Linked DNA regions of Mus musculus: regions 1, 2, 3, 4, 5 and 6 are each linked to region 7. Evidence: chromatin contacts called from public Hi-C, HiChIP or PLAC-seq and promoter capture Hi-C data. All regions are on one chromosome and are shown on one strand. Each heading gives the region's core, a stretch centred on a gene start, on an enhancer-like site or on the middle of the called end of the contact. The rest is flanking DNA. Distances are from core to core; before and after follow the strand shown.

What was found. Promoter capture Hi-C pulls out the DNA fragments that hold promoters and counts their contacts. Hi-C and Micro-C count contacts between places; a contact is called where the count stands out from the background. HiChIP or PLAC-seq counts read pairs in DNA pulled down with a chosen protein or histone mark.
Region 1: a contact with region 7 is called in an H3K27ac HiChIP or PLAC-seq map of extraembryonic endoderm stem cells, with 5 times the contacts expected there. The contact joins the enhancer-like site here to the promoter of Ppp3ca in region 7. A contact is called at or near these places in 1 of 484 Hi-C or Micro-C datasets (the N1E-115 cell line) and 6 of 115 datasets of contacts at active chromatin or transcription factors (bone marrow-derived macrophages, embryonic limb bud, extraembryonic endoderm stem cells and 3 more).
Region 2: a contact with region 7 is called in an H3K4me3 HiChIP or PLAC-seq map of stem cell-derived neural progenitor cells, with 46 read pairs. The contact joins the promoter of Slc39a8 here to the promoter of Ppp3ca in region 7. A contact is called at or near these places in 7 of 39 promoter capture datasets (the C10 cell line, the SN4741 cell line, cranial neural crest and 4 more), 3 of 484 Hi-C or Micro-C datasets (B cells, Th1 cells and colorectal tumor organoids), 15 of 115 datasets of contacts at active chromatin or transcription factors (astrocytes, bone marrow-derived macrophages, cardiomyocytes and 9 more) and 2 of 9 other capture datasets (liver and macrophages).
Region 3: a Hi-C map of cerebral cortex shows a contact between it and region 7, with 2.9 times the contacts expected there. The contact joins the promoter of Ddit4l here to the promoter of Ppp3ca in region 7. A contact is called at or near these places in 5 of 39 promoter capture datasets (the 3T3-L1 cell line, frontonasal cranial neural crest, maxillary cranial neural crest and 2 more), 8 of 484 Hi-C or Micro-C datasets (Sertoli cells, cerebral cortex, cortical neurons and 2 more), 10 of 115 datasets of contacts at active chromatin or transcription factors (astrocytes, bone marrow-derived macrophages, embryonic forebrain and 7 more) and 1 of 9 other capture datasets (embryonic stem cells).
Region 4: a contact with region 7 is called in an H3K27ac HiChIP or PLAC-seq map of bone marrow-derived dendritic cells, with 5 times the contacts expected there. The contact joins the promoter of Nfkb1 here to the promoter of Ppp3ca in region 7. A contact is called at or near these places in 5 of 39 promoter capture datasets (hippocampal neurons, liver, pre-B cells and 1 more), 3 of 484 Hi-C or Micro-C datasets (B cells, cardiomyocytes and embryonic stem cells), 5 of 115 datasets of contacts at active chromatin or transcription factors (bone marrow-derived dendritic cells, embryonic stem cells, extraembryonic endoderm stem cells and 1 more) and 1 of 9 other capture datasets (adipose tissue).
Region 5: a promoter capture Hi-C map of hippocampal neurons shows a contact between it and region 7, with 6 times the contacts expected there. The contact joins the enhancer-like site here to the promoter of Ppp3ca in region 7. A contact is called at or near these places in 3 of 39 promoter capture datasets (the 3T3-L1 cell line, hippocampal neurons and second pharyngeal arch cranial neural crest) and 7 of 115 datasets of contacts at active chromatin or transcription factors (embryonic forebrain, embryonic hindbrain, embryonic limb bud and 4 more).
Region 6: a contact with region 7 is called in a promoter capture Hi-C map of hippocampal neurons, with 13 times the contacts expected there. The contact joins the enhancer-like site here to the promoter of Ppp3ca in region 7. A contact is called at or near these places in 3 of 39 promoter capture datasets (the 3T3-L1 cell line and hippocampal neurons), 7 of 484 Hi-C or Micro-C datasets (cerebral cortex, cortical neurons and uterus) and 7 of 115 datasets of contacts at active chromatin or transcription factors (astrocytes, embryonic forebrain, embryonic limb bud and 4 more).

The regions. Positions count from the first base shown.
Region 1 is chr3:135,755,229-135,758,597 of GRCm38.p6, reverse strand. No RefSeq gene overlaps it. Among named protein-coding and RNA genes, the nearest start is that of Nfkb1, 65 kb to the right of the region's middle. Within about 2 kb of position 1,632, at least 14 of the 459 cell types and tissues checked have an H3K27ac peak or open chromatin away from gene starts, as enhancers often do. A contact at or near this core is called in extraembryonic endoderm stem cells, where this site is marked.
Region 2 is chr3:135,824,077-135,827,378 of GRCm38.p6, reverse strand. It overlaps Slc39a8 (solute carrier family 39 (metal ion transporter), member 8), which reads right to left and starts at 1,722. Exons shown (of 9, transcript NM_001135149.1): 1 at 1,579-1,722; 2 at 689-1,139. The coding sequence starts at 907.
Region 3 is chr3:137,622,304-137,625,738 of GRCm38.p6, reverse strand. It overlaps Ddit4l (DNA-damage-inducible transcript 4-like), which reads right to left and starts at 2,067. Exons shown (of 3, transcript NM_030143.4): 1 at 1,856-2,067; 2 at 1,466-1,607. The coding sequence starts at 1,556.
Region 4 is chr3:135,689,833-135,693,018 of GRCm38.p6, reverse strand. Nfkb1 (nuclear factor of kappa light polypeptide gene enhancer in B cells 1, p105) reads left to right here and starts at 1,472. Exons shown (of 25, transcript NM_008689.2): 1 at 1,472-1,896.
Region 5 is chr3:137,646,623-137,650,101 of GRCm38.p6, reverse strand. No RefSeq gene overlaps it. Among named protein-coding and RNA genes, the nearest start is that of Ddit4l, 25 kb to the right of the region's middle. Within about 2 kb of position 2,096, at least 35 of the 459 cell types and tissues checked have an H3K27ac peak or open chromatin away from gene starts, as enhancers often do. A contact at or near this core is called in embryonic limb bud, forebrain and hippocampal neurons, where this site is marked.
Region 6 is chr3:137,559,435-137,562,748 of GRCm38.p6, reverse strand. No RefSeq gene overlaps it. Among named protein-coding and RNA genes, the nearest start is that of Gm4861, 8.4 kb to the right of the region's middle. Within about 2 kb of position 1,423, at least 41 of the 459 cell types and tissues checked have an H3K27ac peak or open chromatin away from gene starts, as enhancers often do. A contact at or near this core is called in cerebral cortex, cortical neurons, forebrain and 2 more, where this site is marked.
Region 7 is chr3:136,667,992-136,671,533 of GRCm38.p6, reverse strand. It overlaps Ppp3ca (protein phosphatase 3, catalytic subunit, alpha isoform), which reads right to left and starts at 1,468. Exons shown (of 14, transcript NM_008913.5): 1 at 633-1,468. The coding sequence starts at 690.

The sequences.
Region 1 (3,369 bases), core at 383-2,882, 910 kb after region 7:
TTACTGCCCTCCTCCATTGCTAACTTCTTTAATTATGCTAGATTTACTTTTTTATATTGGGAGGTTCATCAATGTGTTCAACAACTGTATACAATCCTGTTTATTGTGCGATTTCAAATTTCAGTTTTTGATTTCATGGCATTTTACTGTAACATGCAAAAATCAATAAGGAGCCAGAGATGACTCGGGTTAAGCAGTAGCATAATTTCTAGTGGTATCGATCAGAAGGAAAATCTAAGTGAAGATCAATTCTGCAAGCAGAAATTCCTTTGATACAGGCATCTCATTAGAGAGGAACACTCAGACACAGTTTATAGCCAACTGAAAGTCTTCATGTCAGCTAGCTGAGACGACACTTAAGTATTTGGGACCCAAGTACAGCACCAAGTGTTTAGAGTGAGGGGTTGTTTAAGGCAAAAACTACATCCTGGTGTCTGTCTCTGAAGCTGCAGGGGGAGGTTGCACAAGCAAGCAGTTTCATGGAAGCTAAGATAAGCAGTTAGCTGGAAGAGGAAGTTTGCACAAACAGACAGTTTAACAGAAGATAAATAAGTTAGCTAGGGCATCTTGACTTTAGGTTCCTAGATTAGAGAGTTAGGTTCTATGAGGCCTCCCATCCAGGAGATCAAATTCTAGTTAAATCTAAAATGGCCTCCACAAGAACACAAGATAGATGAATCTCTGCATGGTCTTTCCCTGTCATATCTTTGTAAATATCTTCGTGTGACTCAAAAGCACCTCCAAGGAGATGAGAAATAGTTTATTCTAGACCAGATACAAATGACCATGATCTGGGAACACAAATTTAAGTCACCCTAAATCCCATTTTCCAGTGCAGAAACAGTATCATAAAGGTTTTTCAGTAACCGGAAAAAAAAAAATGCAAGTCTTAAACCAAGACACTTTTAAGTTCATTGGTAGAAAACATTAATGAGTTAAAGCAGGGCAGGAGAAATGTCTATTATAAGCCTCAGATGCTGTGTCATGATATTCAAACCCTGTGAGTTGAGGGGTAGGTGTCAATCTGCACAGCCCAAAAAATTTAACCTAAAGGTAACAAAGCTGTAAGGTACAGAGGAGAGTGAATACACAGCTGTTAAGAGCCTAAAGATTGCCCAAGATAATTTGGCTTTGGACCTGTAACATTCCAAGCTCTTCACAATCAATGAAGTTCTCACCAGTTATTTAGTGTGGAAGGTGTAGATTCCTTCCAGAAACTTCTGCTTACAAATACTATAAGCAATCTGGCTTCCTTATTGCAGATTTGTAGCTTTATCTGGGGACTATCTGAATGAAAAGTTGGATAGCAAACGAGAATTCCCTACATGGTAAGGCCTACCTCAGAGGATGTTATGTTAGAAAGGAGTATTCAGTGTCACACAGAAGCACAGAAGCAAGGTGAAAGTGATCTGGCAAGGTGATCTCTTTTTATAAAAAGGGTGTGCCATATTCCCAAACCAGGACACTGAGTAGCAACATGGCTCAGACTGTCTCTGTATTTTATGCCTAACCAACAAGGATGGTAACAGTTCCTCACTGGCGAAGGTTCAGCCTCACAGTTAGAAAGCATCAAGGACAGGGAGAGGACTTTGTTTGCAAGAGAAACAACATTTAGCTGTTGAAGCATTTCAGGAATTCTACACCTGGTCAAACAAGCTTATCTAACAAAGGACTAACAAAAGGGTTTGTAGGGTAATGGGAAAGTAAGGAGAAGCAGACTCAGGGCCTGTTTATAAGAAAACAAACGGCTGGATCTCTCACAGTTCTTCAAACCAATTGGCACAGTTCACAAAATATTGTGTTGTGATTCTCCTTAAGCTGTAAAGTGTTTACAACCAAATTTCTTTTACAATAAAATTTTTGCAGCTCTTCTTATATTGCACCACCTGGCCAAGTTGTGATATTTTAAATAAGATTGTCATAGGCCATAAATGTGTGTGTGTGTGTGTGTGTGTGTATGTGTATGTGTGTGTGTGTGTGTGTGTGTACTTAGAGGGAAAAAAGGGAAGGGGGAAATGATGTAATTATATACTTCCAAAAGTAAAAGAAATAGTTCTTTTAGACGATTGCCATAGAAACAATTGTAGGAAGAATTTAAAAGGAAAAAAAAAAGTAGTCATGTGTGTGAATTGGGCTGGGAAAAGGGTTCACACTGACTGCATAGATGAAAGAAGTCATTCAACCTACTCAGAAACACAGCATCCAGGGTGGGAATGTAGGATTTCAACTATGGTTACAAAATTTTAAGTGACCAACCAAACTCAAAGGTTTACTAACATGTGCAGTTTTAGGGTTTTTCTTGTTTATTTTTGTTTTGTTTTTTAATCTTCCAATCTATGTAACATTTACAAAGGAATGACTGCATAGCTCTTTGCCCTCTCTGTCTTATTCAAGTCCTAGTTGTCTATTTCATTTCATTAAAAGACTTAGACACTACTATTCCTAAGAAATATTCAGGCACTATCGTGCCCATGAAGAAGTGTCTTCTGGAAATGGCACAGCTGATGTAATTGTGGATGCAGAAGCGATGGCTGCCTGCACAAAAGGTAAGTGAGAGAAGCAGGAGTGGAGTGGTCAGGAAGAAGGGGTTTGGCCTGCAGGGGTACAAGGGGATGAAAGAGGATACGCAGGGCTAAATCAGCTCACAATACATTGTAGACATGGAGAAATGACAAAATTAGATTTCTAAGTGTTAATTATTAAATAGTTGCCTATACAAATAGCTGGATTAAAAAAAAAACTTCTTTGATCTTTTCTCTCACACGTATTAGGTAATTCTCTTCTGAGTTAAGAGTCAGAGGAAGGAGCAGAACTATTAACCATTCAACTGGAGAAAGTAAAAGTTTTACAAGAAAAAGAAATTTACTAGTATGCTAGCATTTTCCCAAGAAACAGCAGTAATGCGATGTACGCAGGGAGAATGATGTTAACCTTTCAGCTTACATTAGGAAGGCCAATACTGTAGAATTCTACAGATTACGTTATGAGGGTGGAAACCTAAAGGAGTCAGGTCTACAAGCTGTCTGCTCCCAGAATTCTCTCCTCTTCTAAGGGTAGAGAGTTATCTGTTTCATTTAAGACCTTCAGCTGGTTGGATAAGGCCTGACTGCATCATAAGGTGGAAACATCTACAATACTTGACTAAATACCTGAGCACTGTGGACTAAGCTACGGTGGCATATAAAAGTATTTATCATATGCAGACAAATTAATCATTATATCTGTCCTGTGATATTCAGAAAAAAATAATACTGTTGAAGAAACAAAGCAAGAGTCCAACCCCTTCCCCCCCCCCCAGCTACATGACCTTGGACACAGTATTCCTAATAATTCTTTGACAGCTGAAGGAAGAAATAAAATTCTCTTTGC
Region 2 (3,302 bases), core at 473-2,972, 840 kb after region 7:
CCTGAGACAAATGTGATTTTTAATTACTCTATAAAGTTCAAGCCCACCCTTAAACCTGAGGCATTAGTACATGACTAGGTACGCATGTACTGAAAAAAATGTACGTTTTGTTATTTTGAATGAATTTTAGAGTTAAACACATGACATGACGTGACTAGAAAATGACTCCAACCCCAGGCTGGCACCAACTGAACCAGTAATCACGGGGTGATCTGAGTTTTAAGGTGTCCACAGTTTCCCCATCTGTAAGGTGTGCTGTTTCAGCCCTAACGGCCTTATGCAATATTCACAAGAGTGTTTTTAAATGGGAGTGGTCACTCACCCTGAAACTGATAAGGACCGCAGGTGACAGGTTCCTACTGCTGAATGTGTAAGTTAAGTAAATGGCTCTTTCCTTAAGAATTAAATATACCATTCCTATCTAAAGTTCATATCTTGGGTGAGTTTCCGCCCTCAACTACTTCGTAGACCTATCCGTTTTTCTATAGATCAACAAGTCCTCTGGTAGCTCAACTTCTCATTTTGGCTTGCCAGATCTCTAACTCAAGTCCCTTAATGCCCGGTGAACCAACCGGTGAGGATCAAATGACCGCTTCAAACTTGAAAAACTTCACGAAATCCTTTCTCTGGTGCTACTGCTCTGGGGATGGGAATCTGAGAAAACTGCAGAGAACGGGGCCACCCTTACCTGGTTGAAGTGCAGCTGGCCCAGGTCCAGCGCTCCCTGCTGGGATGCAGCCCCCAGACGCTCCAGCAGGCGCCCCAGCTGCGCGGCCGACAGGCTCCGGTTGGCGCCGAACACGCTCAGCACATCCTCACTGAAGGCGAGCTCCGGTCCCTCCGAGGGGTGTCCCAGGCTGGTGGCCGCCAGCAGCAGCAGCCCGGCCACTGCCCGGCCCGGAGCCATCGTGGAGCGCGCAGCTCCGGAGCTAGCTGATGCAGGGACCCGCGCCGGTGCCCCGGTGTCAGTGCCGTTAGGGTGGGGGTGGGAGGGTGCGCCGGTCCCGCGTCACTGCCTGGCCCAGTTAGCGAGACACTCCGTGCCCCCGCTCTGCAGTCTCAGACCTTCGGGGCATTGAAGAGGTAGAACAGCCAGAAGGGCGATAGGCAGTGTGGCCTCTCGGAGCCTCCTGCGGAGCCTGAGATAAAAGGAACAAAGGGGGACAGAGATAAAGGGCACTGGGTCAGCAGTCTGCGGGCCCCAGAGCTCTGAGTGGCCAGAGTCTCGAACTCCGAGCCGGGCGTGGGGCCAGCTGCCCGGAGCCTGGTTTGCTGAAGCCCCAGGATTTGCTTACAGTGTGGTGACTCTCGCTTGTCCCGGATATAAAGCCCCAACCGCGCCACACTTCGGGGAACTAAATCCTCTGACTGTGCAACCCCAACTCCTCTTCCTGTCTTGAGGCTTTTTTTTCCCGCCGCAGAAACGTGGAAGGGTCGGGACTGAAGCTCCCACCCCCCAAAAATCTGCAGAGAAACACTCCCTCGGGGTCCCCAGGTTCCCGCGTCTACGCTGGACCCTCTCTGCACAACTGGCTGTGAGCTTGGCAAGTTGAAACGGAGAAGTTGCTAGCCTCTCACCTCTACTGTCTATGTCAGCCCCTGAGGTTCAAATATATTCAAAATACTTCTCTCTCTCTCTCTCTCTCTCTCTCTCTCTCTCTCTCTCTCTCTCTCTCTCTCTCTCTCTGTCTGTCTTTCTCTCTCCTTTCTCTAAGAAACTCTGAGATCAGGCCCTGCACCCTTTAGAGATAAGAAGGGGAGGGAGAGTGTTGTCCCCGCCCCTGAAGCACGTGGTGTCACACTCCCCCAGGCTGATCTCCCAAGTGCGTCCACGCCGGGGCGCTTACCTCTCTGTCTGCCATCCCAGCCGCTGTGGTGCCTACTCCCTGGAGCCCACCTCCACGGTGGGATCCCTAGCCCCCTTCCTGGTGTCCCGGCCCACTTTTTTGGTGACCTCCATGAAATCAGCTTCCTGCAACGGTGTCTAGAGCCCCTTGCATTGTCTCAAAAATGAACAGGAATTGGTTTTTTGCCTCACTTCTTAAAAATCAGAGGAGAAAGAGGAAACCAAATCAGTCGCAAGTTGGTGGGCTAGCTGAGCCAGCAGGGGCCTCGCGGGCCCTTCCTGACGCCGCTCGGGATATCCGCAGATCACAAGGAATGTTTATTTGCTCAGACGAAGGTTCAAGAAAAGCTGAGTTGGGTGTCAGGTCAACAAGTTTGTGTAAAGTGAATGTGGTGTTTGGGGACAAAGGTTGTGTCCGGTGGATGAAACGATCTAGAAATAAAGAAATAAAGTGAAACCCGCTCGGCTGTCAGAAAAAGAATTCAAAGTGCTGTTCATGCCTTTCAGGATGGGTGTGTGTGTGTGTTTTACCCTCCTAAAAACAGCAAGTTTAAAAACAGGCAGACAGCTAACAGAAAAACAAGGTAGAAGGAAAAAGAAACTATTACTCATAAGAAATTTGGCGCTCTCCCTCTCTCTTTCTCTCTCTCTCTCTCTCTCTCTCTCTCTCTCTCTCTCTCTCTCTCTCTCTCTCTCCCCCCCCCCGTGTGTGTGTGTGTGTGTGTGTGTGTGTGTGTGTGTGTGTGTGTGTGTGGCAGGAGGGGGGGCGGGGGCGGGGGTGCTGGATTCTAGGAAGATGGGGGCCTAGGCAAGAACAACAGAAGGACTTTCCTGTGATAGAGGTGGGGATATGTTCCGTCTCACACCAGAGGCATTAGGCAGCTGTACAGGGCAGCTGCCAGGAGGAAGTTTTCTGCATAAGTGTGCCAAGCCTTAATGTGGAGAATAATTTCTTCATGACTGGAAGCAATTCAGATCAACAGATCCCAGGTGAGAAGCACTCACCTGTACATGACAAAAAGCCCTGCCTTGAAAGGCAGTGAACTAAATGATCCTGAGGCTGGACTCTTTCCAATTAAAAAAAAAAAAAAATCTGTCCGATGTTGGTATTAATTTACAGAACGGTACTGATGCTCAAAGGGCAAACCTCTCACAAAAGGGCCAAATGTAAGTTGATAGCACAAAGGAGCTCTTGCATCTACCCAGCTGATAAGTTTCTGATTAAAAAAAAAAAGTCTCTTCAACTTTTTAGTGGAGTTTTAAGTGTAGTATATTGTCTATTTCTCCCTTTTTGCTTTAGTGACAAACGAGCAAGTGGCTTCTGAGCACGAGTGGATCCTTTAAAAGGCTGGACTCCTTATCTGGCATTAAAGCCCTGGGAGGCCTTTGGTCCTGTGGAGGCCTGATGCCCCTGTGTAGGGGGATGCTAGGGAGGTGAGACAGGAGTGGGTTGGTG
Region 3 (3,435 bases), core at 818-3,317, 950 kb before region 7:
AAACAACCCTCTTTTACAATTTCTTCTCTCCCCGTAGTCTTGAGGATTATGTGGCAAAAATCTGTCCAAGGTCATCCAAGATTACTAGTGATCTCCTTTCCCCCTTGCTCTCTCTGTAGGGTTTTCCAAGTTTATTTTAGTTTTTTTTCACAAGTCCATGCAGAACATCTGGAATAAAAATCATCACTATTGCTTAACAAAGGGACCGTTGGCGTGCAGAATGGTTTCAAACGCTGTAAAGTGAGCCTGTCCCAATGCTAATGATCTACCAGCCTTAGTTTTCGTTAGAAGTCCTTACTAGGATGGCCTGGAGGTCCAGTGTTGGCTTTGACCTGTTTGATTCAAGTTTGCTCGCAGAGGAGAGAGGACTTTTGAGGTTCCTGAGTTTATTTATAACCGGGCTGGGTCAGTTTTTCTTAGCTGAGCAAAACAAAACAGTCCCAGGAAAACAAAGTTAGGTTTACTCAGAGGAAAAAAGATAGCTCTGCATTTGGTCACCTACCTTCCAAATTAATCCTACTACTTGGCCGGGTGCCATGCCACACTGCGGCCACGAGCCTTCCTCTCCTCTCCTGGTTTTCTATGTCATTAGCTCACTTAGAGGGCACTGCTTGTTTTTTGTTTTTTGTTTTATTTTTTAAATTCCAACAAATAGATTCCAAATCATATCTGTATTTTTATCCACATTGAAGACAGACAAATTTAGAATTATAATATTATCTTATAGATGAAGAAAATCTAAAGAGCTTAAGCCACTTAATATATGCTCACACCACTCTTCCATAGTTGAATAGTCTGTCAGATTAGAAATTGACGTTTCAAGTTGCAAATGATGATTCCTGTAGAACCAGGGCTGTTCAAGTTTTCTTCTGACATTAATGCACAGTGGGTGCATTTCATAATAGAATCTTACTTAGCAACGAAAAGGAACTCACTGATGAGGTAAGTGTATAACTCTACAACATCACACGGTGGGAAAGCAAACCGAACTGAGAAGAGCATATACACTTATTATTTAACATTCTAAAAGCAAAACTAACGTGGTAACAAAATGCCGAAGGATGGTCTTCTGGAGACGGGAAAGAGAAGGATTAGGTGGCAAACAGAAAAGGGAGAATTTGGGGGGGGGGGGGGAGGGGGGACGGACGTGGTGGTGCTAGCTACACAAGTAAGCGCATGTCTTTAAACACACCCAGCCTGTACACTTAATGTTCCAACCATGAGATAGGGAACTTCATCCCCAAGAGCCTCTTAGCAGACTGGAACAACGCATTATTCCCCTTACGTTTGTTTTTGGTGGGCAGACAATGCAAAGGAAGTTTAGAAAGAGATCTCAGATGGGTTTCATAGTCCTCTGTGTCTCTAGGAGGAGATGAAGTCTCGCGCACTCAGGCAGGGACGCTTACACTAGAGAGGGGCCCCGCAACCTTCGGATAGGAAAGAGGTGGACAGCCCAGAGACTCACCACTTAGCAGACTCCCAGGGTGATAGCCACCGTCCAACAACTCTGAAATGCTGGCCGGGTTCTTACTGCTCAAACTGCCCGTTGCAACCATGGTCAACGGCTCTGTTTCCCTCGCGGAGCAGAACGGATCTTTCCCTAGGCGCTGGGAGGAAAAAGTGAGAAGTTTGCAAAAGCACGCAAGAAGTGCACAGGCTCCTCAGAGTCCCGGCATCGCCAGGGCGAACTAGCCCGGGCACTGCCCTTCCAAAGGGAGGGACCAGCCTTAGCAACTCAAGTTGACAAAGCCCTAGGAGCGGAGGCGCCAACTAAAGCCAACAGGCTGGAAGTAGCTGGAAAGTCAGCACAACTGGGAAGCGACCCTGCCCTATCCCGCCTCCTCGGGTCGCTCACCTGCCGGATTTCACCAGACGCTGAAGGGTAAACCGAGGCAGGCGCCCCTCAGTAGTCCGAAGCTTGGACAGTGGTCCCCTGCACAGTCCTGCAGCAAGCCGAAGGCTGCGGGCCACCGCGCCCACCAGCACAGGCTGCACCCGGCCGCTCCGCCTCCCGAATGGAGAGCGCTTTATAGGTCCCGCCTCTCCTCCTGGCCGGCACGCCCACCTGCGCCACTCGCTCGGGCCCGTGCCCCGGCCCGCCCCTGCAGGGTCAGGTCACCTTTCAGTTCCTTCCCAGGCAGGGGCCCAGGCAAGCCCCTGGGAGTTGGTGATCAGCCTCGCCTTGGGCGGACACCTGCTGCTTCCTGAGTTGGCCACTGGTCACCCTGAGTTGGCCACTGGTCACCCTCCTAAAGAGCATCTCCCTTCGGCCACTAACCTAGATTCTTTGGCGTGAGCCCCTGCCCACAGCTTGCCTGCTTCCAGGCTCAGACTGCTCAGGTTTTGGCTATGGAACTTTTCAAGCAGCTAGAAGCTCCAGGTCCTGTTAGGCATGACCCAAAACTTTGCTGTGTCATTCTGAATAAGTATTTGGCTTAGTTGACACTGTGCTCTGTGAGCATCCTTTATGCCCATGTTCTGACTCTAACCCATCAGCTCCAGTCCGCACCCAGTCTCCCCGCAGGTGGTCGGGATGTGGTAAGGGCTCTCTAGCTTCAGCTGCACTCAGGAATCAATGGGGCATCTTTGGGGATACTACATCTGTGACTAAACCGTTTTTCTCCGCGGCCAGGGCGAGCCTGGCCCTGTTCTAAGACCTGGCTTCGAAAGGCACAGAACTTGAATTGAAGAGGGCCAGTGCCAAGAAACTAAACAAAACCACTAACAGGATCTCAGTTGCCTGCTCCAGCCGCAGGATAGTTAGGAGCAATTGCCATTCCCAGAAGCAAAAGTTCCCGGTGGGCTTGTTTGGGAAGAAGTTTAAGCTTTAGTGGTCTTTAAAAAGCTTGTGGGGCATGAGAATAAAGAGTTGTCCTGCTAGGATAAGCTCTGCGACTCTTTCCGGGGAGTCTTGAGCAAGAGGGAACAGAGGGTCTGGGACACCACTAAAAGCACGATGCCAAACGTTTTCTTCTAACTTTACTAAGCCACCCTTCCTGCTGCCCTGCGCCAGTGGCACAGGGTTTGCAATGGGTGGGCGTTCCCAGCGAGGTTGCTGAGGTTGCTGAGATGGTTGAGGTGGATCAGAAAAGGAAGAGACCGAGATACTTGGGGTGAGGGTGAACCTCATTCAAGGCCAGGTTCCAGCACCACTCCCGCACACTTTGGGTCCCCACGTGCAAGGAAGGACCTGCAGGTTAGGGCCTTGAGAAGTAGGATCCGCTGTCCAGGCTAAAAAAACTCTCAGAAGGAAAAACAACAACAAAAGTGGTAAAGAGAGTGTGATAAACAGATCAGTGGGAGGACACTTGCAGGCAGAGCAACAGAAACTAAAGCCAGCTTGAAGGTCCATTTTTAACTCTCCCGAAGCAGCTGCACTGCTCAAGGTCAGGCAGGCTCAGGCACGGGATGCTGATAGGCTGGGGAAAGCAGATT
Region 4 (3,186 bases), core at 223-2,722, 980 kb after region 7:
ATACTTCTTGCTGATGAACAGTCTTCAACTTGTGTTCTAGTAGTATATCCCATTGCCTCTACCTTTGTAACAGTCTTATTTATGTGCCTTTGACAATGGGACTGCCCCACCTTGCAGACTGTAGAGTTTTCCCCATCCCACCTAGTCCTCAGAGGAAAGACAAACACTTTATACTTTGTTGTTTCACCAGAGCTTTCAGGCTTTGTATTTATATCATCAGGGAAAAGAATCATTTTATATACTATATAGCAATGTGCTAAATAGTAACAAGGACACAGTTCTTGCCCTCTCCCCCTCCCCCTCCCTCTGTCCCCCCCACCCCCACTCTCTCTCACAGAGGTCTGTGTTTGTCACTTTCTGTCACTCAGCGCTTGGCTTTGTTAGTTATCCAATGAGTTCCAGGTCCAACTGTCCGCTGAGGTTACAGATACCCCCACCTGCAGGAATGCTAAAGATCCCAACGACCACTCTGTTGAGTCATTTCCCAGGCCCGTAGGTTACAATTTCTAATGTCCCATAAATAATAACAACCATCGTTGTCTTCCATCTATAGGAAGCCTCTGAACTCTAGATGGCAAAACGGTCTCTACAATTTAATGATATAGCTTTAAGGTTGATTACAGGGCTCTTTAAGGTCACTTAAAGACTCTCTAATATACAGTGTGGGGGGGGGCACCTGTGTTTCCCTCAACAACATCCCACTGAGAGGGTTTTTTATAACTTCATAAGTGGAACGCTGAGCGGAGGGTTAAGTACCAAAATAAAACTGCATGCTCACTACCTGATTGATCCCTGGCCTTTCAAAGTTGTATTTCCACTTGAACTCAGTAGTGAGACCCCCGAACTCTAAAATAGGTTTAAGTCAAAACTCACTTGGGAGCTACCTAGCCCCAGGCTGTCATTCCTGGCCCATGGAGGCACTTTGCCCAAAGAATAAAGACGCTCAAATGCTCGCAAACGGTCATCAGTGGGAGGCCTCTCCAGAAAAATAACCTCCCTTGAGCCGGATAAGGATTTATGAGCTGTGAACCAACACTGCGGGTCTCACTGTCGCTCTAATTCCATCCACAGCGATGATCACACAGGCCGGACAATGCGCTGTGGCTGAAATAATCGAGCGGATTGAAGACTTCATCCAGACCCAATATAAATTCATGGTTCTCTGGAGAGAACCTCAGCTACGATCTCGAAATTCCTGTCCGCTCTATGGAGCGATCTGAGTGTAGCCGAGACCCCCAGAGGAGGGAACAAGCAGATGAGATTGACTTTTGTGCCCAGCGCGTGGGGACCAGGCCGGTCTCCCGTGGCCTCCAGCTGTCCGGGCCTGCCCTTGGGCTGCGGGCGCCTCCCGGGGGCGTCGCGGCCGCCGCGGGGCTTGGGGTTCGGGGCGCCGGGTCGGGGCGCGCGGGCTTCCCCCACCCCCGGAGGCGACCCCACCTCCCGCCCCCGCTGTGCGCGCGCGCGTGGGTCCGTCCGTCTGTCTGCTCTCTCTCGACGTCAGTGGGAATTTCCAGCCAGGAAGTGAGAGAGTGAGCGAGAGAGGACGAGAGAGAAGTACCGAGGCGAGCCGGGCAGGAAGAGGAGGTTTCGCCACCCGAGCAGCCCGGCTGCGCGCTGACGGCTTCCCGTGCCCTGCGCGCCCCCGGCCTGCCGCCGCCGCCGCCGCCGCCGCCGCCCTCGGCCTGCTCGCGGGCCGGCTCTAGCAGCGCAGGCCGGAGCTCAGGGCCCCGCCGCGCCCGGCCCGCCCCGCGCTTCTCCGCCCGCGCCGCAGCCATGGCGCGCCGCTGAGCCGCCCGCCCGCCCGCCCGCGCCCCGACCCGGCTCGGGCTCCCGCCGGTCCGCGCCGCTCCGCAGCGGGAGCCCGCAGGCGAGGAGAGGCCGCGCCGCATCTCCAGGGTAAGCCCCGGGGCAGGTAGAGGAACGGAGCCGCCAGCTCTCCGCACCACGGTGCAGCGGGTCCCACTGGCTCGAAGCTCCCGGGGTTCGGGGGGGGACTAGGGGAGAGCCCCAAGCAGGAGTCGCGGATCGAGCGGCCCCGGCTGCGGGGAAAGGGCACATCCGCACTGGGCGGCCCCGAGGCCTTGCGGGCCGGCTGGCGGGGCCCTCGGCGTCTCCGCGGGCGGGAACGGGAAGCGGAGAGGAACTCTTGCAAAGTTTTAGAAAGATGTACCCAAGCCCCTGCGGCGGGGTTGGGGTGGGGTGGTGGCGGCCAGGCTGAGGTCCGCCACCGGCCTAGGACAGATAGAAAGGTGCTTGGTGCAGTGCACAGCCAGATTTCACCAAAGGGCGGTCAGTGAAATGAAAGCAGAAGTGCCTGTCAGTCCTCCTGGCTGGCAAAGCCCTTCCCAGCTCCTAAGAATCAGTCCCTCGGGAGAACCTGGGGCCCACTTACCAATCTGAGATAGACACCCCCCCCTCCCCATACACACACATATCATGCATTCAGCTGCCAAATCTCAACTTTGATTTTCAAAATAATAAGGAGGGCCTCACACCGATTCTCCAGGGCTGGCATTTGAGAGAGAAATTACCTACTAATAGCACCTTTCAGACTTTTGATTACGGGGAAACTCTAGGATAATGGCACCATGTTTTGTGCCTGACCTCCAAAACAGAAAACGATACAAACATGACGCCTCTGCTACATGTAGGCTTCCTTCGGTCTTCTGAGACAGACACCAATCTTGGCTCTGTTTATGGGTCGAGTCTAAAACTTAAGTGGGACAAATGATAAAAAGATTTCATCATCTAGATTTAATCTGTTTTGTTTTTTTAATGAACTTTTAAAAGTAAAGGCCAACACTGCAGCTTTCTAAGTAAGCATATTTAACTAAAATTTTTGTTGTTTTAGGGCTGAGAACAACTTGTGGTGTTTATTAACATTTGATGGCTATGGCATCAAATACTGGGGCTCAGACTGGTGGTTAGTACTAAAGATGGAGATGGTGATAGAGTTGGGTGGCTTTCTAGAGGACTCTTCAGCTGATTGTTCTTGGGTGGCAAAAAAAAAATGCATTAATGTTCGTCAGACCTTAAAAAGAGAAACTTGATTAAAGTAAGGTCCTTGCTGAAGTGGGTTTTTTTCCCCCTGATTTTAATATTGCGCTTTCTAGAGATGGAACCTCTTGCTGTTTGATGCACGAAAAAAATATGTAAATTATTTACATCGAAGTCCTTTGCTTTGCA
Region 5 (3,479 bases), core at 847-3,346, 980 kb before region 7:
AGTGTAACTCTTTGCACTTGCCCACTGACTTTCTAGAAGCTCGTCAGAGTATGGGTTCTGTATGCCACCTATTTCTGGAGATCTGATAAGACCCTCCCTTTTTTGTTCTCTCTCTCTCTCTCTCTCTCTCTCTCTCTCTCTCTCTCTCTCTCTCTCTCTGTCTCTCTCTCATTTTGATCTCTGGGGATGGATATCCCAACTAAGATTCATTCATTTGATAGGATCTTGCTACTTGACCAGGTATTTGCTATGTACTCCAGGCTGGTCTTGAACTTGCTCTTCGTGTCTCACCTCTGAGTTCTAGGACTATGATATGTACCACTATACCCAGTTAAAACACTTTTGCCTGCTGTACTGTGCTAACACTTATAGTGTTACAATCACCACCAAAAGTCTAGACATCTCCCCAGATTTAATGAATATTTCTGTCTTCAAGGTAAGAGATCAGCACACACATGTTACCATTTTTCCTTCCACCTTTTGTCCCAGGTTGGGAATCAGAGTCCTTTTTCATGTTATATTTTGGGATCTGTGATCTGTGGCATCAGCTCTCCCTCTGTAGATGGTTAAAATGGAGATCTGTAATTTAGACATTTTTCTTTCTCCTGACAGCCTCACAGTTTCCTGAGGGGCCATGGAAGTCCGCTCTGAGAATCAGAGCTGGCCAGTTATTATCTCGACTTTTTCCTTCCCTCATGGCTCTCTCTGGAGAAGGGAAGCAACTTGAAAGGGGAACAAGGAGAGCGCTGTAACACTCACAAAGCCATGTACTCTTTTACATAAATTCGCCAATGTTTATTGAACTACAAAACGTGCTCTTTTCAGTGCACACTGTTTTATTCTGGGCAAGCCTCCAGCCCCTTTTCAGGACAAAGAAAGGGAAAATCAGAAATCAGAGTCTATAAAGAGATTTGGTACAAGATATAAAGAGATTTGGGATACAATAGCTGAGAAAAGATACAGGAACAGCCATTTTGAGGATTTTCTGAAAACATTCATGCCAAGTATAACCCCTGCTTAAAAGAGAAAATTTCCTGAATATTTCCTGTTTGGATTTAGTGATTTCCCTCATTTTGGAAATGAGGAAATATACTTAGAAGTGGATAACTTTTTATTTTTTATTTTTCAGTATACGTGATGTGTGTGTGTGTATGTGTGTGTGTGTGTGATGTATGATGTGTGTGCAGATGCCCAGTGAGGCCAGAAGAGAGTGTCAGATCACCCTGTAACTAGAGTGACCGGTTGGATTTGAAACACCTCTGTAGATTCTGGGCACAGTCAGGCCTTCTAAGAAAGCAGCAAGTGCCCCTACCCACTGAACCATCTTTCTACCCACAGAATTGAATAGCTTTTATTCAATGATAGGCAAACAACTGTTTAAGGTTATAATAATGTAAAAATATTTTGCTAGATTTAATTTGTTGATAATCTCAGGATTTTCTGGCAGTCACTTAAAGTAGGTTAGGCCATTGGAGTCATTCTGTCTGCGGTTGAACCCTGGACCCCACTCACTGGTAGATAATCTGAGTGTACAAAGCTCTTTCCTCATCTACAAAATGTGTAAAACAGCCAATGACTGTTGAGTGTTTATATATGCCAGGCACTAGTCTAAACACTTTTATATTAATCTACTTAAATCATAAATAGCCCCAGTGTGTAGTGTTGTCAATTCTGTTTACAGGTGACAAGATTCTATGTCTATGAGACAAAGTTACTTGCTTACAATGACATAGAAGTGGAGGTGGGGTTGGAACTTAGGGAGCCTGGATTGAGATCTCAGTGGTAAGAACCAATATTGTTTATCTATACCACATATCTATCTCACCGCCCTACGAAGGCAGGGGCAAAATTTTTCAGATCTGTAAGCTGACCATGAAGAGGCTAAATATTGGGCTCCAAAACACAACAATTCATAATCATTAAGCCTAGAGTACGAATTCTAGCTCAAAATGTGTGTTCTGCACTGCCCTTCTGGATCATCTCATAATGCCTTTTGTGAGCAATAGCAGGATAAACTCTGTGAAATGCTGAGCACAGCAGCTGGCACTAAAGAGATGCTAAAAACCAAGCCCCATGTGTCAGCCAAGAAGCCCGCTCTCTGCGTGTGGCTCATGTGGCTCACTGCATTGGATGTCTGCTCAGGCAGAGACCTTGATGGGAGTGCTGTTCTGACCCCATCAGGCAGTTTTATGGGATTTTACTCACACGCCCACCCACTCACAGCTCGCTCGGCCATTCCCGAGGTATGTATTTTTAATGTGTGAACAAGATGTTCTGGTATGAGATGTGCGAGGGGAACCTCCCAGGAGATTTGTTGAGATGGAAATGAAGAAATACCAAACATCTAAAAAAAGATCCTATAATTAAGAATTCAGTTTCTCTACGTATCAAATTTCAGTCATTTTAGAGGGATTACTGGTGTTGCCAGGAGATACCATTTGTCTCTTTGGAGCCATGCTTCTGTACCTCCCTTGTGAACATGCTCACACAGATGACGTGCAGATGGTATATCTTTGAATCTGGGAGCAGGCTTTTCACTTCTAGCTTTCCCCACAATGTCTCACTCACTATGATTTTCTTATAAATTTAAAATACAGTTCCCGTTTGAAACGCCATTTTGTTTACAGTCCCAAACCACAAGTTTAAAATCAGAATTCGGATGGGTTTGCTAACTCACTCCTATGTGCTGATGCTGGGAAATTCCAGCTTGATCTGCATAGTCTCTCCTTTCTCTTTCTCTGCAGAATGCAAGTTCAAAGCTGACTTTGAGACCTTGAACCCATGACAATGTACTTAACCCAGCTGCACCCCAATTTCCTCATTTACAGAATGAGGATAGATAGTAATTTCTATGCATTCAAATTAAGCAGTGAAGATGAAGGCCCCAGCATGCTGCTGTGTATTCCTAAGCACTTCAGGGCAGCTATGCACTTCAGCCATTAGTATTCTAATAATCTTAAGAAAGTATACAATTTCATCTTTCTGATTTGAAGTCATAAATAGTCTACAGCCTTACCACCAGGAAGCCATCAACAGCTGATCATTACTGCTCTAAAATTCACTTTCCTTCCTATAGCTCAGTGGTTTTCAATCTGTGGGTCATGACCCCTTTGGAGGTTGAATGGCCCCTGTGGTGGTTTGAATATGCTTGGCCCAGAAAGTGACACTATTAGGAGTTATGGCCTTGTTGGAGTAGGTGAGGCCGTCTTGGAGGAAGTGTGTCACTTTGGGGGTGGGCTTTGAGGTCCTTTTTCTTGCTGCCTGGAAGCTAGTCTTCTCCAGTTTGCCTTTGGAACAAGAGGTAGAACTCTCAGCCCCTCCAGCAGCATGCCTGTCTGGACGCTGCCACGTTTCCTGCCATGATGATAATAGATTGAACCTCAGAACCAATAAGTCAGCCCCAATTAAATGTTTTTCTTTATAAGAGTTGCCTTGGTCACTCTTTACAGCAATGGAAACCCTAAGACAACCCCTTTGCA
Region 6 (3,314 bases), core at 174-2,673, 890 kb before region 7:
TTATCATATCAAATATTCAAATCACAACTTCCGGTGGACCTTACAAACTAATTATTTCTGGTGGGCCAGAACCAGCTGGTGGCTGGTCAGTAAATATGTATGTCAGAATACAGATTTACTGACTAAATGCATGCATGCATGGGCATCTTTGTATGTACTCTTTCAGTCATTAAAAATACTCAAGAACTGATCCAGAACCCTGACCAGCACAGGTACTCATTTCTAAGTTTGGGGCTAACCTTTAATTTATTTTATTGAATGCTGGTGGGGGGATGCTTTGCTTGTGCAATTTTAGTTGCACATAATACAATATCAATCTTTTTTATGTTTGCAAGATTAAAACTTTTTTTCCTATCTGGTTAATTATCTCCTTAGAATTTAGTAAGCTTGGCAGAGGCTGCCCTTTGGGGCTCATTAAGCCAAATTTCCACTTCAGGATTAGAAATGCAGCAAGAGGAGAGGACAGATGCATTCAGAGTCTGAGCTGGGAGCCCGCTTTGCTGAGAGTGCTTTGGATGCTCTGACACTGTAAGGAGAGAGCTGCCTTTGCACTGGGGCAAGCAGGGATCTGGAGTATTGGCACTAGCTATGTGGTGCAGAAGAGAGCCACCTACGATGCCTGGGATCCAGGCCTCAGGGCATTGGATTTCTGAGGGATGAAGAGCAGAGTCAGAAAGCTTAATGTTCTGAGCAGGCTGTCCCCAGCTTTGCTGGAGAAAGGGGCTCAGTTACAATTCCCTCTGGGTTGAAATCTGAGTTTTGATGGAACGCAAACTCTGTGCTGCTGTGTTAGTGCTGGGAAATGTTCTAGTCTCTAGGGTATTGGGATCTAAATCTTTCTACCAACTTGAAAGTCTCCCAAGAGTTTATGGAGTTGGAGGAAGAAGAGGAGGAGGAAGAGGAGGAGGAAGAGGAGGGGGAGGAGGAGGAGAAACAGCATACAAAGCCAGGAGGTTATTCTATTTAGACGCGACAATGACTCATGCTAGTTTGAAAATAGAATTTATAGTTTGCTGCCTTATAAAGGGGACTTTAATCTTCTGTGTAATTTTCATAGTTACTATTCTGTGAACTTCTTTGCAAGCAAACAGAATTGTTTTGCACCTGGATACAAAATGCCCCATGTCTTGAGAGCATGGTAACATGCCACTCTCTAATGAAAGGCCAGTTCCACCACAGGGAGGTCCATTTCCTAATCACAAAACAACTGACTTGTCATCCTTTCTTGGTCCCCAAAGACTGGATTTAAAAATGCCTCAGTGACCTGTCATTTTGCAGTTTTCGACTGTGTGGTGTGCAGCCGCCATATGAGGAATTGTCTCATCCTTTAAAACTGTTCTGTTTACTCGGGCTCTCACTGAAAGTGCATCTCCATGGGAATTTATGGAGGCTTCCAGCCCCAGCCTGCTGCCCGCCTCTCAGCTTTGGCTTCTCTGCAGGTTCCTTTTATTGGTTTTTGGCAGGTTGCTGAGGGCATATGTTTTACACTTTGCTGCTCTGATTTGTGAGAATCTGCTGACATCCAAGAAAGTGCTACGAAAACCTGTTGCTCATATCCAAGGATATGTGTTTTATGGCAAATCCACAGAGCTCAAGTTTCTTGACAACACATCTTATTTATGGAGAAACAAATGCAGACAGTATTGTACAGGGCTGTGGTGCCACCCTTCTGAGAAGACCTTTGGCTGTGTGTGTGTGTGTGTGTGTGTATGTGTGTGTGTCTGTGTGTACGCGTGCACATGCACAATGGGGCACAGGTTTTGTTTGTCTCTGTGTCAGGCTTTTGGTGAACATTTCCTCTTTTATGTATTTTGGAGAAAGTTTTCCCATTGCTGCCAGCTGTCATTTGCTAGCATACACCATATGCCAAAAACCATGCACTGACTTTTTACTGGAAGATTGCAAGAGAAATGTTACTGCCTCCTGCTGAAGAGGGGAAAAAAAAAAAACAAAAAAAAACAACTAAGGTTTATTGGAGTTAAGCAACATTTGCAGTGTTTTATGGACCAATGAAACCAAGGTGCAAAACTTGGTATGCTTTGCCTCTGAAGTTAATGCTTTTATTCCCCATAAAAGGCAGGAGATTATTTTTTTTTGTATTTTTAATGCTATTTTAAAATAAATTATTAAACTTGCACAATATCACATAGATCCTGTCATGATTCGACCTCACTTCTTCCCTCTATAGACTCTAGACTAGTCTATTTTCAGTGAGGGGTGACTTTGCTTCTCCAGGGAAGACTTTCCAAGGTCTGGAGCCATTTTTATTGACACGTTGGGTAAATGTAGAGCACATGACACCTATTGGGTAGAGATAGAGGGAGACAGAACTTCTGCTTAGCATTCTGGAACATACACAGCTCCTCCAAAATGCTAGTCCTGCTGGGGCTGAGGTGTTTTGGAGGAAAAAAAGTAATAAAAACAGGAAATAGTCTTGATATTGTACCATAATTTTAGTGATGGTTGGGAGATTGTATTATCTGTTCTAAATACTTTCTGCTATTTCACTTTTACTGGGGTTTTCTACATGGTAGAGTTATCCCTTGGCTGGCAGTTTGTTTTCTTTGATGAAGAAAGTATAGGAGCAGATTAGATCTTCCCAAGATTAGGAAGCCATTGTGTGGTGTTGACATCCTTTCCGTGAGCAGATCATGAGGCTCCAGCCAGAGCTGCCTCCACTTCATCTAAAGACACCATGGAGGACAGAGCCAGCCTACTCAGAAAGCATAGGTGTTATAACAAAAACTGCACTTCTTTTGATATTTGGATGGTTTATCACTGCAGCATAGTTTACACGATTGTTATTTCAAAAGATAAGGTTAAGGTTCAATTGTAGTGCAAGAGAACCTGGAAGGAAAGATTTGAGTCAGGGTACACCAGTCAGAAAATACTGGGTTTTAATTTGATGAATTGGAAGTTTGGTGAGGGTGAGAAAGAACATCTAGGAGCAGAGGGGATAGCTACTTAGATGTGGCTAACTGAGGGATCCAGAGATCCCAGTCTGGCTGTGATAATAGTCTTAATAAGAGGGGCAGGAGACTTATCATCGAGTCTATGTAAACAAAACCATGCAAGCATATGTGAGAAATGCACAGACACACACATATGAAGCTCATTGAAAGATAAGATCAAGAGTTTGAGAGGGGCTATCTTAGGAGATGATGCTGCATCAGAATATATTTTGGAATGGATATGACCTACTTCTCTAGGGTTGTTAAATGTGGGAACAGTTGGTCTATTGAGTGAGGGATAGTGTGACTGACCCTGGGGATCTGGAGAATGGGAATTGTGGTATGAATTTGGGCATTCTCTAG
Region 7 (3,542 bases), core at 219-2,718:
CGCCCCCGCGGCGCGCGGCAGCCGGAGCTGGGCTCCCCCCACGCTCTCCCGCTCTCTCGCGAGTCCTGTGCAGGCCCTTCCCGCGGAGGGGGAGGGGGCGCCCAGGGAACTGCTGCAATGGAGCGCCTGGAGCAATGTGCCGGGGCGAGCCAGTCCGCGGCAAGCCATGGCCACATTAAAATGCCCTATTAATTTTTTAAAAGCCATAAATCACCTCCCCTCCCTCTACAAAGAGCAAACCATAAACCCGATCCCATGCAAGCCCGCGAGCAGCCACCCACTTCCTATTTCTGTCACAGCAGCTACACCCTGCCAGCAGTCACCCCCCCCCCCGGGCGCCCCCTCCCGCCACCGCCACCCCCGCCACCGCCTCCCAGCCACTCAGCCATTTGCCAACTGCTGCCCCCCGTCCACGAAAACAAACAAATAAATACATAAATAAAAATAAATGCCCCGATTAGGGCCGGGTGGGCGGTGTGGGGGCAGGGCGCGGCGAAGGAAGGGATCGCCTCTTGCAGGAGATCCTAGAAGGTCCCCGGCGCTAGCCGGAGAGGGACGACCGGGGCGGGGGAGGGGAGGACAGTCGCCTGCGGCACTCGGTGCACCCCGGGCCGACGCGGCGCTGCGCTTACCTTTCACCACCCTGTCGGTCGTCGACAACTTGGGATCAATCGCCTTGGGCTCGGACATCTCCAGCCACCGGGAGGGGGGGACAGCGACGCGCTGCTCGTCCCGTCCGACTGCACACCCCGACCGCACCGGCGGGCCAGACACTCAGCGCCGCCGCCGCCGCGCTGCAAACCGCTCGGCTGGAGCTCTGGGCTCTGGGCTGGCTCGAAAGTTACTGCCGGCTCCGCGCGTCCCTCCTCCGCCGCCGCCGCCTTCACTCCTCCTCCGCCGCCGCCAGCCCCGCCGCCTCGCTCCGGGCTGCGCGTGTGTGCTGGTTATTTATTTATTTTCTGAGCACGCCTCCCGGTTCTTCTTTTATTCTTGGGGACGGGGCGGGGGATGGGGAGGAGAAGCACACGCGAGCACCCACCCCGGCACCGACACCGGGCGCCGCGCAATGGAGCCCCCACGCGCGCACACGGTCGGGATTAAGACCGATCACATGGGGAGGGCCGGGGGCGAGGGAGGAGAGGCAGGGCCGCGGATGTCAGCGCCGCCAGCCGCGCCTCGGCTTCCCGGTGCTGGAGAGGCGGCTGCCGCTGCGGCCGCCGCTGCTTCCCCACGCCGATTGTCGCCGGGCGCCGCCGGGGCCGCGGCAGCCGTAGACGTCCCGCCGCCGCGCTCGTCCGCGATCCTCCTCTGCCTCGCGGCGCCGCTGCTTCTCCACGCACAGGCAACAGCCGCTGAGCTCGGTGGACACAGTCCGGGGCACAACCTCGCCTCCGCCGCCGCGCCGGCCGCCGCCACCACCGCGCCCGCCTCCGCCTCCTCCCCTTCCTCCTCACCGCCCCCGCCTCCAGCGCCCTGGCCACCTCCTCCTCGGGGTCCGCCTTAGGGCCCGCCCCACGTTGCACCTCGCAAGCTCATTGGCTGGAGAGCGCGTCCCTCATCGCTAAGGCGGTGGTCTGGGTGACCGCCCCGCCCCCTGCTCTGTTTTCTTCAGGGTGCCAGTCAGTCCCGTGGGCCTGCTGCCTCCACCGCCCTGTGACCGCTCAAGTGTCACTGGAGTGGGCAGGGAGGAGGGAGGCTGGACTGGGAGTAGGGGCCGGGAGGAGCTGGGCTGCTGCGTGCCCCCGCGCCTGCCCACTCCCGAAGTCCTGCACACACTCCCGGGTGGGTCTCGGCCGCTCCGAGTGTGTGAGTGGCCCGCAGTAGTGAGTTCGGAGACCGAGGAAGGAGGAGCGCCGGACGCTCCCGGCCGCGGCGCAGCTGCTGTCGCTGCCGCAGCTGTCCAGGGAGGATCGCCAAGGAAGGCGACGAGTAAACAGCTTACCTTGGGGAGGCAGCTCTGCCTGAGCTAGGTGGACGGGGATTACTGATGGTGGGGTGGTTAGGACGCGTGCACAACTTCACGGGAAGAAACGAAAGTGTGTTTGGGGCGCTGCGGGACGCGGTGGCTGGCTGGCTAGCTATCCAAGGTGGATGGGAACAGACTGGAGCCTATGCGACCCTGGCTGTGCTCAGTGACCCTGGATGCCCTAGGAGATAAGAGGAGTCAGAAAGACTCGGGAGAGGTCGCCTTTTCCCTGTTCACAGGAGCTAGCAGTCACTGGTGGCGATAGGTGACACTAAATTTCTTCCTGTTCCTTCCAGTCAGTCACTCAGTGATCAAGATGCATGTAGGGCCTTGGCTTGTTGCAGTTTCTCACAAGTCCCTCATAAGAAGGAAAATAAGGGACCGTGTATGAAATGCTCTTCAAAATATCTTCTGCCTCCTGAGTTCCAGGACAGCTAGAGCTATACCGAGAAACCCTGCCTCGAAAAAACAAACAAACAAACAAACAAAATATCTTCTGGGCACAGCCCTCCCCCTGGCCTACCACAACCCCAAGGACCAGCAAGGAAATTATGAAGAGAGCTGAATAAATTTCTCACCCTTGTCCTTCCTGTTTTATTTTCAAATTCCTTCAGTATCAGGGTTTTCGTATTTCCTGAATTGGACTGTAAGCTTAATAAAGGGCCTACAAAAAGGTGTGGGAAGCTGCTGGAGGCACACTCCATTAGTCCCAGCATCTGGGAGGCAGAGGCAGGAGGAGCTCTGTAAGTTCCAGGCCAGTCTGGTCTACAGACTGAGTCCCAGGACAGCCAGGACTGTCTTGGGAGGGGGCGGGGGGGGGAGTTTAGGAAGCTAGGAGATGGAGCCAGGAGAACTGATCTGGCCACAGGGATTAGATGAAACTCAAGTCCAAAAAAATACAAATTTAATAGCAAATTGGTGGCTCTGGGGCATGACAACTAGGTAGCCTCAAGGATTTTAGGACAGAGGATGTGAGAAGGCTAGCCTGCCAGTCAAAAGGAGAGATGGAGTGGATGGTCACATCCCATCCGCAAAGGGAGGCTGCCCTCGTGGCCAGATTTCTGCTGCTAAATTTGCCACCTCTAGGGTCCTTGCTTTCAATAAGATCTATATAGCCCAGTGGAATTTTCAGGGAACATGAAATTATCTACAAGAGGACTCTGTAATCTCCTCAGTTAGGGGTTGTTGCAAACAGCCTCCTGGGCTAGAGCAGAGCTAGTTGCCAAGGCAGATTTGGGAAGCTGGTCCCTGGCCAGATGGCTGGAAGAGAGGGAAGGACGCCAAGACCTGTGGGTGAGCAGGGCCTGCTTCAGGAAAGACCAGGAAACCTTATCTGGGGATCCTCACTTTGAAAGCCAAGACTCCCTCACCCCCACGCTGCTCACAGATGCAACTGTTATTTAGAGTAGCTCTCCCCTGGGCATAGGAAAGGCATCCTTGAGCTAGGATCAGGGGCTGAAATTATCAAACACATTGAAAAGTTTGATAATAGAAATAGGAACTAAAGGTAGACCTTTCAGAAACACCCTTCAGTCCATCCCAAGTCCACATAAGGTGTGTGTGGGGGGGGGGAGGG